2 separate regions of the Mus musculus genome follow, and region 2 is linked to region 1. A link is a contact called in public promoter capture Hi-C data. All regions are on one chromosome and are shown on one strand. Each heading gives the region's core, a stretch centred on a gene start, on an enhancer-like site or on the middle of the called end of the contact. The rest is flanking DNA. Distances are from core to core; before and after follow the strand shown.

The links. Promoter capture Hi-C pulls out the DNA fragments that hold promoters and counts their contacts.
Region 2: a contact with region 1 is called in a promoter capture Hi-C map of pre-B cells. The contact joins the promoter of Pole2 here to the promoter of Togaram1 in region 1. A contact is called at or near these places in 2 of 39 promoter capture datasets (cranial neural crest and pre-B cells).

The regions. Positions count from the first base shown.
Region 1 is chr12:64,963,248-64,968,643 of GRCm38.p6, reverse strand. It overlaps Togaram1 (TOG array regulator of axonemal microtubules 1), which reads right to left and starts at 2,902. Exons shown (of 20, transcript NM_177805.3): 1 at 616-2,902. The coding sequence starts at 2,667. Klhl28 (kelch-like 28) reads left to right here and starts at 3,108. Exons shown (of 5, transcript NM_025707.3): 1 at 3,108-3,235.
Region 2 is chr12:69,224,453-69,230,048 of GRCm38.p6, reverse strand. Pole2 (polymerase (DNA directed), epsilon 2 (p59 subunit)) reads left to right here and starts at 1,859. Exons shown (of 19, transcript NM_011133.2): 1 at 1,859-1,952; 2 at 3,611-3,711. The coding sequence starts at 1,885. It also overlaps a transcript of Klhdc1 not described here.

The DNA of each region.
Region 1 (5,396 bases), core at 1,653-4,152:
AGTCATAAAATAACTTATTTTAAGACGATGTATGTTATAATGTAAAAGAATGAAATCCAAAATGTGTGCAATTTACTATGAAGTGGTTCATAAAATACAGAGTAAAAATAAGGCAAGATGTTAACTGGGAAATACAGATGAAGTATACAGTACTAATGGTACTCTGAATTTACATGTAGATTAGTAAATTTTAAAACAAAAGCTTCGCAGGGACAGGAATCTGAGTTCAAGGATCAGAACCCTGAAGGCTTTTCTGCTTTTTGTTTTTCTACTGGAATCAGGTATTCCCCAGCACTCTGTACTTCTAGCCTAGCACTTAACACATTCATTGCCGGGTTATAATCCTCTCCAGAAACCACTTGGAAGTACAGTTTAGTTCTTTATCTGGTACCTTCTGGGTATTCAGTGTTTGCTGTATGACTGAGGTGGCATGATTACAACCCATAATTGACACCCACTTATTGGCCATAGCTCATTGTACCTCAAGTTTAATCAAGGAAACCATTAAAAGCACTGACCTACCCCATACTATTATAATGGATGTTCACATCAGCACTTAATTCAAAAACTTAACTGTGAATTCTTTTACTTTTAAGTTAAGAATATTAAGCATACCTGCTCGGTATCTTTAATGTCCTTGGAATTGGAGGTCTGGTTTTCTCCCATGACTCCAGGCTGCTCATTTTCCCATGGCAGTTTATTTTTCCCCTTTCCAGCACTTAAAACCCTTCGGGTACAGATAGTTGGACTGTAGGATCCATAAAGTTGCATGCTGTCCCTGGTGTGGTCACCACAGTAGCAGTGTGCACTCTGAGTCCTGTTACCGGACATAAGCCAGTCTGTATCTGCTCCATGTGCCAAATGGCTTGACCTGCCCTGGGCCGAAGACGGCATGAGTATTGCATACTCCACAAATCCCTGTTCTGTTAGCCGTGGAAGAGTTTTTCTGGCCAATCGGGCCTGCACGGCATTCATCACCCCATCGCCATTATCCTGCAATTCAACAGTATCTACAGCTTTAAAAAGAACATTGGTTTTACCTGAGCCCATTGATGATGCCAAAACAGCAAAGGCCTCTAAAGCTGCCTGGCGTACCCTGCGTTTGCTATCCACAAGAGCTGGAGCAAGATCAAAGGACAGTTTGGGTAAGTCAAAATCCTCACTGGGGTAGGTCAGGAGGGAACAGATGCAAATGTTCACTACTTCCTCCCGTACTCTGGAATGCTTATGTTTAAGGTTTTCCAGGAGCAAAGAAAGCACCCGCTGAGGACCCACTTCTTTCATTAGCTTTAGGAAGATTTTCATGTACTCCTGCTTGATCACCAACTTGTTGTCTGCCAGCACTTTCACAGAAGCCGCTATAACTGGTCCCAAGAACTGTTGCACCTGCTCTCCCAGGCGAATGACCAGCAAATGGAGAACTTGAAGTGTGCCATGGACCACTTTGAAATTGGAATCGTCTAGCAAGTTATACAATAAGCTAATGAAACCAACGAGACTAGCATGAGGGGTCGAACTTGGGTTAAATTTTCCCAGCAACTGCTTTAGTTCTTCAACAGCCTGAGTCCTGTTTTTATAATCTTCCTGATCCAACAGTCTTGCATGGAGTTCCTGGGGAATAATCTCAAATTTAAGATTGCTACTGGAAAGATTCACTACACACGGGGCAGCATCTTCAGAAAACCCGGAGGCTTCTAGCTCCAAATAATAAGGAACCTGACTTCCATACTGGGACTCCAGGCGGCGATTGTAGTGCCTCCTCAGTGCAGAAGGCAAACGCGAGATGTAGGAGTGAAACCTCTCTTGACCAAGTCGTTCTCCAATTTGTTGAAGTGAAGAGAAGGCTGTCTCGGATTCTTCTTCCATCTCCTGATCGCCAAGCTTTCGGGCCAGAGATATTATTACTTCAGTGAGATCCAAACCCTGCAACAAATCCTCAGGAGTGAACAAGATAGGGAGCAACAGCGCAGTGGAAGCTCTAAGCCGGGCATCTGGACTTTCCAGGCCTTGGATGAGAGTTCGCAGGACCTGCCCAGAACTACGCCTAAGACAAATATGCAGGATCTGCAGCGCATCTTTCCGTAGGGCAGGGTTATCTTCTCGTAACGAGACAACGAGCTGAGGCAAAAGCGCTAAACTGAAGGCCTCTTCCAGCTGACCCGCCTCGCCCTGACCCCGAAGAACGTCCGAGAGAAGCTGCAAGCAGAGCCTCTTCTCCTCACTGCCGCCTTCCACAAGCACTCGGCCCAGCGCCCGATATAAGGCTTCCTTGCGGCGGGGAAAGCCAAGCCGGCCGCCTCGCCGCGGCAAGGCAGCCTGCAAAGCCTGGAACGCCTCGGAAGGATCCGGTGCGGTGCGCAGGAGTTGAAGAAGCCGAGTCTCCTCCTCATCTCCGCCCGAGAGCCCACTTCCAGGCCCGGACCAGCTAGTTGAAACAGCCTCCGCCGGTAACAGGAGGGTCGAGGCCAGAGGCGACGGCGTCGCGGGGCAGGAGCCATGATCCCCGGCAGCCCCACGGCAGTAATAGTTTTTCTCGCCTCTCATGGTGCCCCCGGATCGACGACCATCAGTCCCTGGGGCGTAAGGACGACAGCGGCTCAGGAGGCGATAGGAACCAGGGGTCGCAGGAGGCGGCAGCGGGAGCAGCTCGGAAGGCGCGGCCGCCATGGAGGGTCGTCAGGTAGCGAGAGCTGGAGGGAACCATTGCCGTCTTGGGAGGGCTGGATGAAGCCCAGCCTTCCAGTTCCTCTCCAAGCCCCGAGCTGCAGAGGAAGAGAAGGAACGGCTCCGGTCAGCTGCCAGGCCGCTCGGGCCTTCCACTCCCGGAGCCAGCCTCCGGCAAAATGGCCCCCGCTGAGCCTGGGACCCCACAGGCGCCACCCGGCGTAACCAGGGCCACCACGTGACCAAACCGAGCGCTTCCATGGTGATGCACCCAGAGCGGACCTCTTGACCCGGAAACCAATCTGCCGCGGTGGATGCTGGGTTATGTAGTCCATGTAAGGACTTAAAGCATAGGCCGAAGATTCCTGGAAGAGGAAGTCTGAACGTAGCCAGAATGAAGAGGCGGGGTCAAGGCCTTAGACGGAAATGACGCTCCCTTGTCCGGGGCGGAAGTTTTCCACCCCACCCATAAGAGTTGAGGTTTGACGGGAGCAAGAGAGGATCCCATCCCGGGTTCCAGTTTTCCGTGGCTCCTCCTCCTGTTGCTGCAGGTGTTATTCCTGGGACTCAGGTATTTTCCTTTTGCTATTATACAGTGGTGCAGGCTTTGGTGGTGTGTTCCCCGAGTGCCCCAGGAGCCAGAATGCGAGGCAAAGAACTGGACCAGAGCAGGCAGAGAGAGACGACATGTTCTGCACAGTGCTGGTTACCATTGTAAACGTTCTACTCACTGCTGTCCAAAATAAGATTCTTTCTACCTGCAGCCTGCTTAGTAGTACAGGAGAACCTAACCGAGGCCAAGCACACAGAGTACTTTTTTAAAAAAGACTTTCTTGTCGTTGGGGACCTTCCTCGCCCCGCCCTCTTCTCCCTTGCCTCCTTTTCCTCTCTTCACCCGCTGGCTATGGAGTGTTAAAGGCTTCTGTCCCTTTTCATTGTCCGCATCACCAAGTTTTCTTATAGATAGGTAGAATCAGTGTTTTCCCCTTTGCATTAAACGGAGTGCTTAAAGCCTTTATCTTTTAACTCCTCTGTGGGACTTTTCCTTTCGCCCCACCTCCACCTTTCCCATCTCCCCTAGGATACTCCAGAGTCTCTGCAGTCTTTCAGTCTCCTGGAGACGGAGATCGCTAGACAATTTCAGTTGTGGTGCAAGTTCTTAGCATTACAGTCCTAAGAGAATTCTGCACAGAGGATTTAGGTTGATAGACATTATTTTAAGCAAAATGAGAATTTGATAGCTGATGAGTGTTTTTTTTTTTTTTGTAAAAGAAACTATAAATAGACTCAGTTCAACTAAGAGTATCTCCTATACGGCCACACCCCTTTGGGGCATGAAAGAGCAACTTTTTTGTGTGTCTGTATTTGAAACATTAATGCTGAATTACTGTATAGCCCAAGCTGGTCTTGAAGTCTTGACCCTCCTATCAGTCTTCTGATTGTTGAGATTACCAGTGTGCACTGTCAAACCAAGCTTGAAAACAGATTTGTTGTTGTTCGGCAGACTTTTAAAAGAAATAATACAATTACTTTTCAGTGAGAAAAGACTGAGTTATAATTTGAAGTTCCAAGCTTATATTCTTCAAATGCAAAAGTATTTCTGTCCCTCTTTGTATTAAATGGATATCTCTCAATTTTTATTTTATTTTATTTTATTATTTTGAGACTGGGTTTTCCTGTCTAGTCCTAGTTGTTCTGAACTCCCTGTGTAGACCAGGCTGGCCTCCAACTTAGAGATCTGCCTGCCTCTGCCTCCCAAGTGTTGGGATTAAAGCCCTGTGCCACCATACCCAGCTATATTATTTTTTGAAATCTTGAAATAATTGAGTCACATGTATCAAAGTGCTTTATAACAATAATTAATACTCCTGGTGATGCAAGTTGAAATTGTATTTATTAGTTTTTATTATAACATAATTAAAATGTTCTTAATTTTTTATTTTGGAAAAAGTATTAATATAAATGAGGCTGTATAACCATGTATCCTGTGCTTTGGTTTAAAGCTTTGGTGGGTTTCTTCACTTTCTTTTATCTTCTGTTTTGTGGTTTGCTGCTGCTGTTCTGTGTTATTTCACTGTCCTGAACACTGAACCGAGGGGCTTTGTTCATGCTGGGAAGTGTTCTGCCACTGAGTGTCGTCCACAGCCTTCATTCATCATTTGGATGTATAAGTAGATCTGCCTGAGTTTGGTTTAACACATGTATTTTAGTAGAAAAACAATAACAGACGTGCTGCTGTCCCCACCCATTTTCTATTTTTAGAGAGAGTAAGGATGGAAATGAAAACCAAGAGATGATTATAATGCTGGTCAGTGAAAAAGAATGAGTACCGGATGGCTGGGTGTAGGTCTTAGAGAGCACTTGCCTAACATGTGCAAGGTTCTGAATTACACCTACACTATTATGGGAGCTTGGAGGGACAGAAAGACAGATTCTCATATCCAACCTCAAAAGCTTACATGCATACTTCTTTTCATGTATGCTGAGACTTCAGGAACCCAGTCCACATGAAAGGGAACAGGAGACTGATGTATACAGTAGAATGTCCACATTAGAATGTCAGTTTATGTTGAAGTAGAAGGTAATTCTTTCTAGTCACCAGAATTTTCAGATTGAAAAATCCAGCAAACTCTTCATGTATCTAAGGACTTAGGAAGCCAAGTTACTAACCAGACTGAGGTTGTGTTGTAATCAGTATCAAAGAAAAGGAACTTAGGAAGTCTTGGATAATG
Region 2 (5,596 bases), core at 610-3,109, 4.3 Mb before region 1:
CTATTAGGCTATAGGAATGCTGGGATTGATGATTCTCAGCACCACATCTGGAATTATGTAGGCTCTGGGGATTAGAACTCAGGTCCTCAGGCTTGCATGGCAAGCACTTTTACTTATGGAGTCATGGCAACAAATGGCAGAATCAGGAAGCTGAGAGCTCCTGTCTTCAAATGCAAGCACAAAGCAGAGAAAAAGAGCTGGAAGTGGGGTGATGCTATACAATCTCAAAGCCTACTGTCTGAGTTAGAGTTTTACCGCTGAGAACAGACACCATGACCTAGGCAACTCTTGTAAGGACAACATTTAATTGGAGCTGGCTTACAGGTTCAGAGGTTCAGTCCATTATCATCAAAGCAGGAGCATAGCAGTGTGCAAGCAGGCATGGGACAGGAGGAGCTGAGGGTTCTACATCTTGTTCTGAAAACAAATAGAAGACTGGCTTCCAGGGAGCTAAAAGGGTCTCATTGCCCACCCACACAGTGACACACTTCCTCCAACAAGGCCATACCTATAGTCCAACAAGGCCACACCTCCTAATAGTGCCCCTTCCTGGGCTAAGCATATTCAAGCCACCACAGCTGCTCCAGCACAACTGCACCACCTGAATCTCTCCAAACAGCGCCACCAACTGGGAACCAAGTGTTTACACACCAGAGCCTACGGGAGACATTTTTATTCAAACCACCACAGCTGGGATCTCTCTTTGTTGTCTAGTTTAACTTTTCAAAAGTTTTGAAATGCAAAATCAAGCAAATATACACATGCATTCTTTTTACTGTTTTCCTTTTCAGAAAGATCTTAAATATACGCCCCAGAGATAATTGCTTATACCGTTGTAGAAATCATTCAAGTTTTTGGCTTATTTGCCTCTCCCACTCCCACTAAGCCTCAGGTATCTTAGGCTTGCTTTGAACTTGCTGTGACATCAAAGATGGCCTTTGCCTCCTGAATCCTTGCACCTCCCCGTTCTGAGGCCTGGGATTATAGATCTGTGGTCTTATGCCCAGAGCTTTCTTGTGTCCTGTAAAGTTGCATGCTTATTTATAAACAGCCAATTGATTATTCATCTCAACAGCACAAGTATATGTGTGTGTGTGCGTTTGTGTGTGTGTGTGTGTGATGGATGGATGGATGGATTTTTATATAAGGTCTCACTGTGATTCACTGACTGGTCTGGAACTCATTCTCTAGAACAAGTTGCCCAGGTGTTTACAGAGATCCCCCTGCCTCTGCCTTCTGAGTTCTTGGATTAAAGGCATGTGCCATCACACTCAGCAAGAGGGAACATTTTAAGATGTGCTCTACTGAGTCTACTTGTAGGACTGAGAATAACGATTCAAGAGCAGCTCCACCGCACTGGCAATTCACCTCATACCAACCATTTATAATCTTGGGTTTGTTACTCCACCAGTAAAAAAAAAAAAAAAGAAGGTATGTCATGAAAAAAGTGGGACTGCTAAATGATGACAGCGGATCGTGGAGAGGCCCTCAACTAAAACTGGTCGGATGGGAGTGATCGAAAACGGTGAAAACACAGTATTTCCTGAGCATGTGTAGAACCGGGAAACAACGGCTCTACAACTCTCATAGCCCTGGAAGGGAAGACTCTGGGTGCAGGAAGCTTGGGTAGAGTCAGAGTAGAAGAGGGTAGCTGAGTGTCCGGGAAGCTGAGTGTTCAGAAAATGCTTTTGGGATAAAGGAAGCTTGTTCCCACTCTGACCACTCCTACTTCACTCCCTAGGCAGGGTCTGAGATTCCCAGAGGCCCTGCAGTTAGTAAGGCCAAAAAAATCCATTTCACCAGCCCAAGAATATAAGGGCGGGACAAGGGGTGTGTCTATTCCAGGAGGGGGCGGGGCGTCGGCGGTGGCGCCAAATCGCGAACATGGCGCCGGAGCGGCTGCGGAGCCGCACGGTCTCAGCTTTCAAGCTGCGGGGCTTGCTGCTCAGGAGGTGAGTCTCGAGGTAACCTGACCCGCCGCAATGCCCTATCTAGAACATTCTGTCATAAGAGGCGATGTCTCTCCGGTGCATTTGAGGCTGCAGAGCCTACCTGGGTTTCCGCGATCCTGGCGCCGGGTGCGAATGTTACTTCCAGGCTGGGCGGAGCTGCGCGCTGACGCCGAACTGAGCGGGGAAGTTGGGGGCGTGCTGGCTTCTGATCAACGGAGGTCCCCGCCTCTGCAGAATGGGAATCATTACAGTGTTACTTCTGGAAGTTACAGAGAGACGTGTCAGAGAAGGAGAGACATGGGTGAATCCATATGCGTGTCTGTTGGCGATTTATATTGTAGAGTATGAGTCTTCCAAACCCGTCTCTGTGTGGAATTTTCATTATTGCCTGGAGAAGTAAAATTTGGATAGATTTTAAACGTGTTTTTAGTTTGGCTTTTTTAGATTTCCTAGTTTACAATTTGCCCCCAAAGGAGGTTTTCCTGGCTGTAGTGTGTCTTTTCAGTCTTTAAAAATGAACATATCCAAGAAATCTCATATTACAATTTACATTTTATAATACACTTTCCGTTTAAGTACCTGCTGAGATCCGTATAGCTTTCTGAGTCAGAGTGTGAATGTTTTGTTTTCGTAACTGTGAACTTTATGAACCTTTTAGCTTTACGTTTTGCCCAGGAGTGTCCAAGGGTCAACCTGGGTCTACCCAGGGAGAAAGTGATGAATTTAATTTGGTTAATTCCTGACATTTGGAGAGAGGATTAATTGAGCAATAGCTTTTCCTTTCCTTTCCCTTAAAATGTACTATTATAAAGCTGTTGGAAGCTCATTAATTGATTCATTGAGATATACACTCAAGTCTTTTAGCCTCAAAGCACCGTGTGTGGAATTAAACGCCATGGGACTTTTCCTGTGGGAAGACAGTGTGTTATCTAGTGCTGTGTAGTAGATTACCCTCTGATTTAGAGACTCAATGGCACTCATGCCTGCATTCACTGTGGGCCAGCTATCCAGCACAACTTTAATCCCAGCACTCTGGAGGCAGAGGCAGGTGAATCTCTGTGAGTTCCAGGACAGCCAGGGCTATGCAGAGAAACTCTGTCTAGAAAATCAAACAAAAACTTAACTCAGAGTTTCGGCTTTGAGTCTCATACACTCCAGTCAGGACAGGGTCATCTCACATGTCCAGTGTACCCATCTCATTTAGATTTTTTTAAAAACGATTTATTTATTATTATATCTAAGTACACTGTAGTTGTCTTCAGACACACCAGAAGAGGGCATCAGATCTCATTGCGGATGGCTGTTAGCCACCATGTGGTTGCTGGGATTTGAACTCAGGACCTTCAGAAGAGCAGTCTGTGCTCTTAGCCACTGAGCCATCTCTCCAGCCCAATTTAGATTTTTTTTAAAAAGGTGTTTTACCAAGACCTGCTGCAGGGGTTTGTTGTTATTTTACCTGTTCACTTATTTTTTTAATGAACTGTTTCAAGCCTTGATACTTTAGAGGGCTACTTGAGGTTTTAGAGGGAGATATGAGTTTTCTGTTATGTTAGCTTTTTATAAAGCTTGAGTTGTATAAGATTTAAGTAAAAGTTTCCCCCTACCCCACCCTCCGCCCCCGAGAAATTCTTGGTCTCATCTTTTCTTTCTGTCACTAGTGAAGCCACCAAGTATCTGACTGAAGCTCTCCAGTCTGTCACTGAATTGGAGCTAGAGGAGAACCTAGGAAAGATCATCGATGCAGTTGAAAAGCAGCCCTGTAAGTAACATTTCCTGATGATGCTTAAATTGTTATAGCTTTGTGTCCTCTGATTTACATTTAAAAGGATACCGAGGCTCCATTATTAGCACAGTGCAGAGTTCCGAGAGTCGCACAGTAGTGTCTTTTCCCAAAGGGTTGGTTCAGTTGGGACCTCAGGATATCCTGGTCCTTGGTTCCCAGGCTCCTGCCTGGACAGGTGGAGTTACCGCCGCATCTTTTCTATACTTAACTGTTGCACTTGATCTTGCCCTTTAAAGAGTTATGTTGCTGTTCTTGTATATGATTACTGTTATTGCTATTGTTATTTTGCATGTGTGTATACACGTGTGCTCTGTGTCCGTATGTGGAGGTCAGAGGACAGCTTTGCAGCAGGTTCTCTCCTTCTACCATGTGGGTCTGAAGACCAAGCTCGTGTCACCAGAATTCTGTGGCAAGTGCTTTCACCGGCTGAGCTGTGCCATTGGCCCTGATCTGATCCCTCATGGTGTCTTGTTTTGCTCTCTAAACCTGTGACTGTCTTATCAAGTTAGATAGTCTTAAGTGTTTGAGGGAATAAGAGGAAAGTAAGAAGGCCTAAATCTCCTGCTCTGCCAGTTAAATTCTTCATCAGCTACCACCACAGGCACTGCCTAACAAGGAGAAGCGAACCAATGTTTCTACCGCCAACAGAATAGGAGTTTTAGCCCAATCTGACATGTGGGATGGATGCTAGCTAGCATCTTCAGTGATGTTAAAATTCATGTGGTCCGGGCTGTTGAGATGGCTCAGTGGGTAAGAGCATTGACTGCTTTTCCGGTCCTGAGTTCAAATCCCAGCAAACACATGGTGGCTCCCAACCATCTGTAATGAGATCTGACGCCCTCTTTTGGTGTGTCAGAAGTCAGCTACAGTGTACTTATATATAATAATAAATGAAGCTTTGGGCCAGAGCAAGCAGGGACTGAGCGAGCAGAGTTGACCGGAGCAAGCAGATGTCCTAAAAATTAAATCTCCAACAACCACATGAAGGCTCACAGTCATCTGTACAGCTACAGTGTACTCATATACATAAAATAAATAAATCTTTAAAAAAAATTCATGTGGTCCATGATACAGAGGAGAACTAGTTCTCCATTCACTTGTAAAGGTGGGATTTTACACACACTCTTTATAAATTCCTTTACAATGAACATTTAGGAAATCATGATTATTATTAATTATCGTATATTAATTTCAAATGGCATATTTTGCCTGAAGACAGTGACTAAGGCTACACCACACCTGAGTTTGTGTTGCTTTCTAGCCTGTTTAGCTGTGTTCTTAGGCTGATACTCAAAAGTTGCTCTCCCTATCAATAAGAACTGCGTATATTGCTGGTGTGGTAGCCTACCCTAATTTTGGCACCGGGGAGGCAGAGGCGGCAGATCTCTGAGTTTGAGACTAACCTGGTCTACATAGTGCGTTCCGGGCCAGCCAGGGCTCCACATTGAGACCATCTCAATAAACCGAAAACAAACACGCAGAAAAAGCAGGCATATTGATCTGAGTGCTATGAAGCACCTGACTAATGGAATAAAGTTTGTAAAGACGGTGTGGTACATTTACCAAGTCTGCAGCGAAAGAAAGCTGTCATTTATATGTTCTTTCTACCGTTACAGTGAATCACAGTGGTTTCCAGTAAGTTACATTCCTCCAACCTCACTGAAGCTAACCAAGTTTATGTCACTAAATAATCTTTAGAAAGCAGAGACTCATTATTCTATATTAAGGTATTATGACTGTATTTGACAATGGGAAAATAAGGTATTGACACATGGCCTTTATGATTTTTCTGACCTAATAGTTTCTGTATACAGAAACTATTTTCAGATCAGATCAGGGCCAGTGACATAGCTCAGCAGGT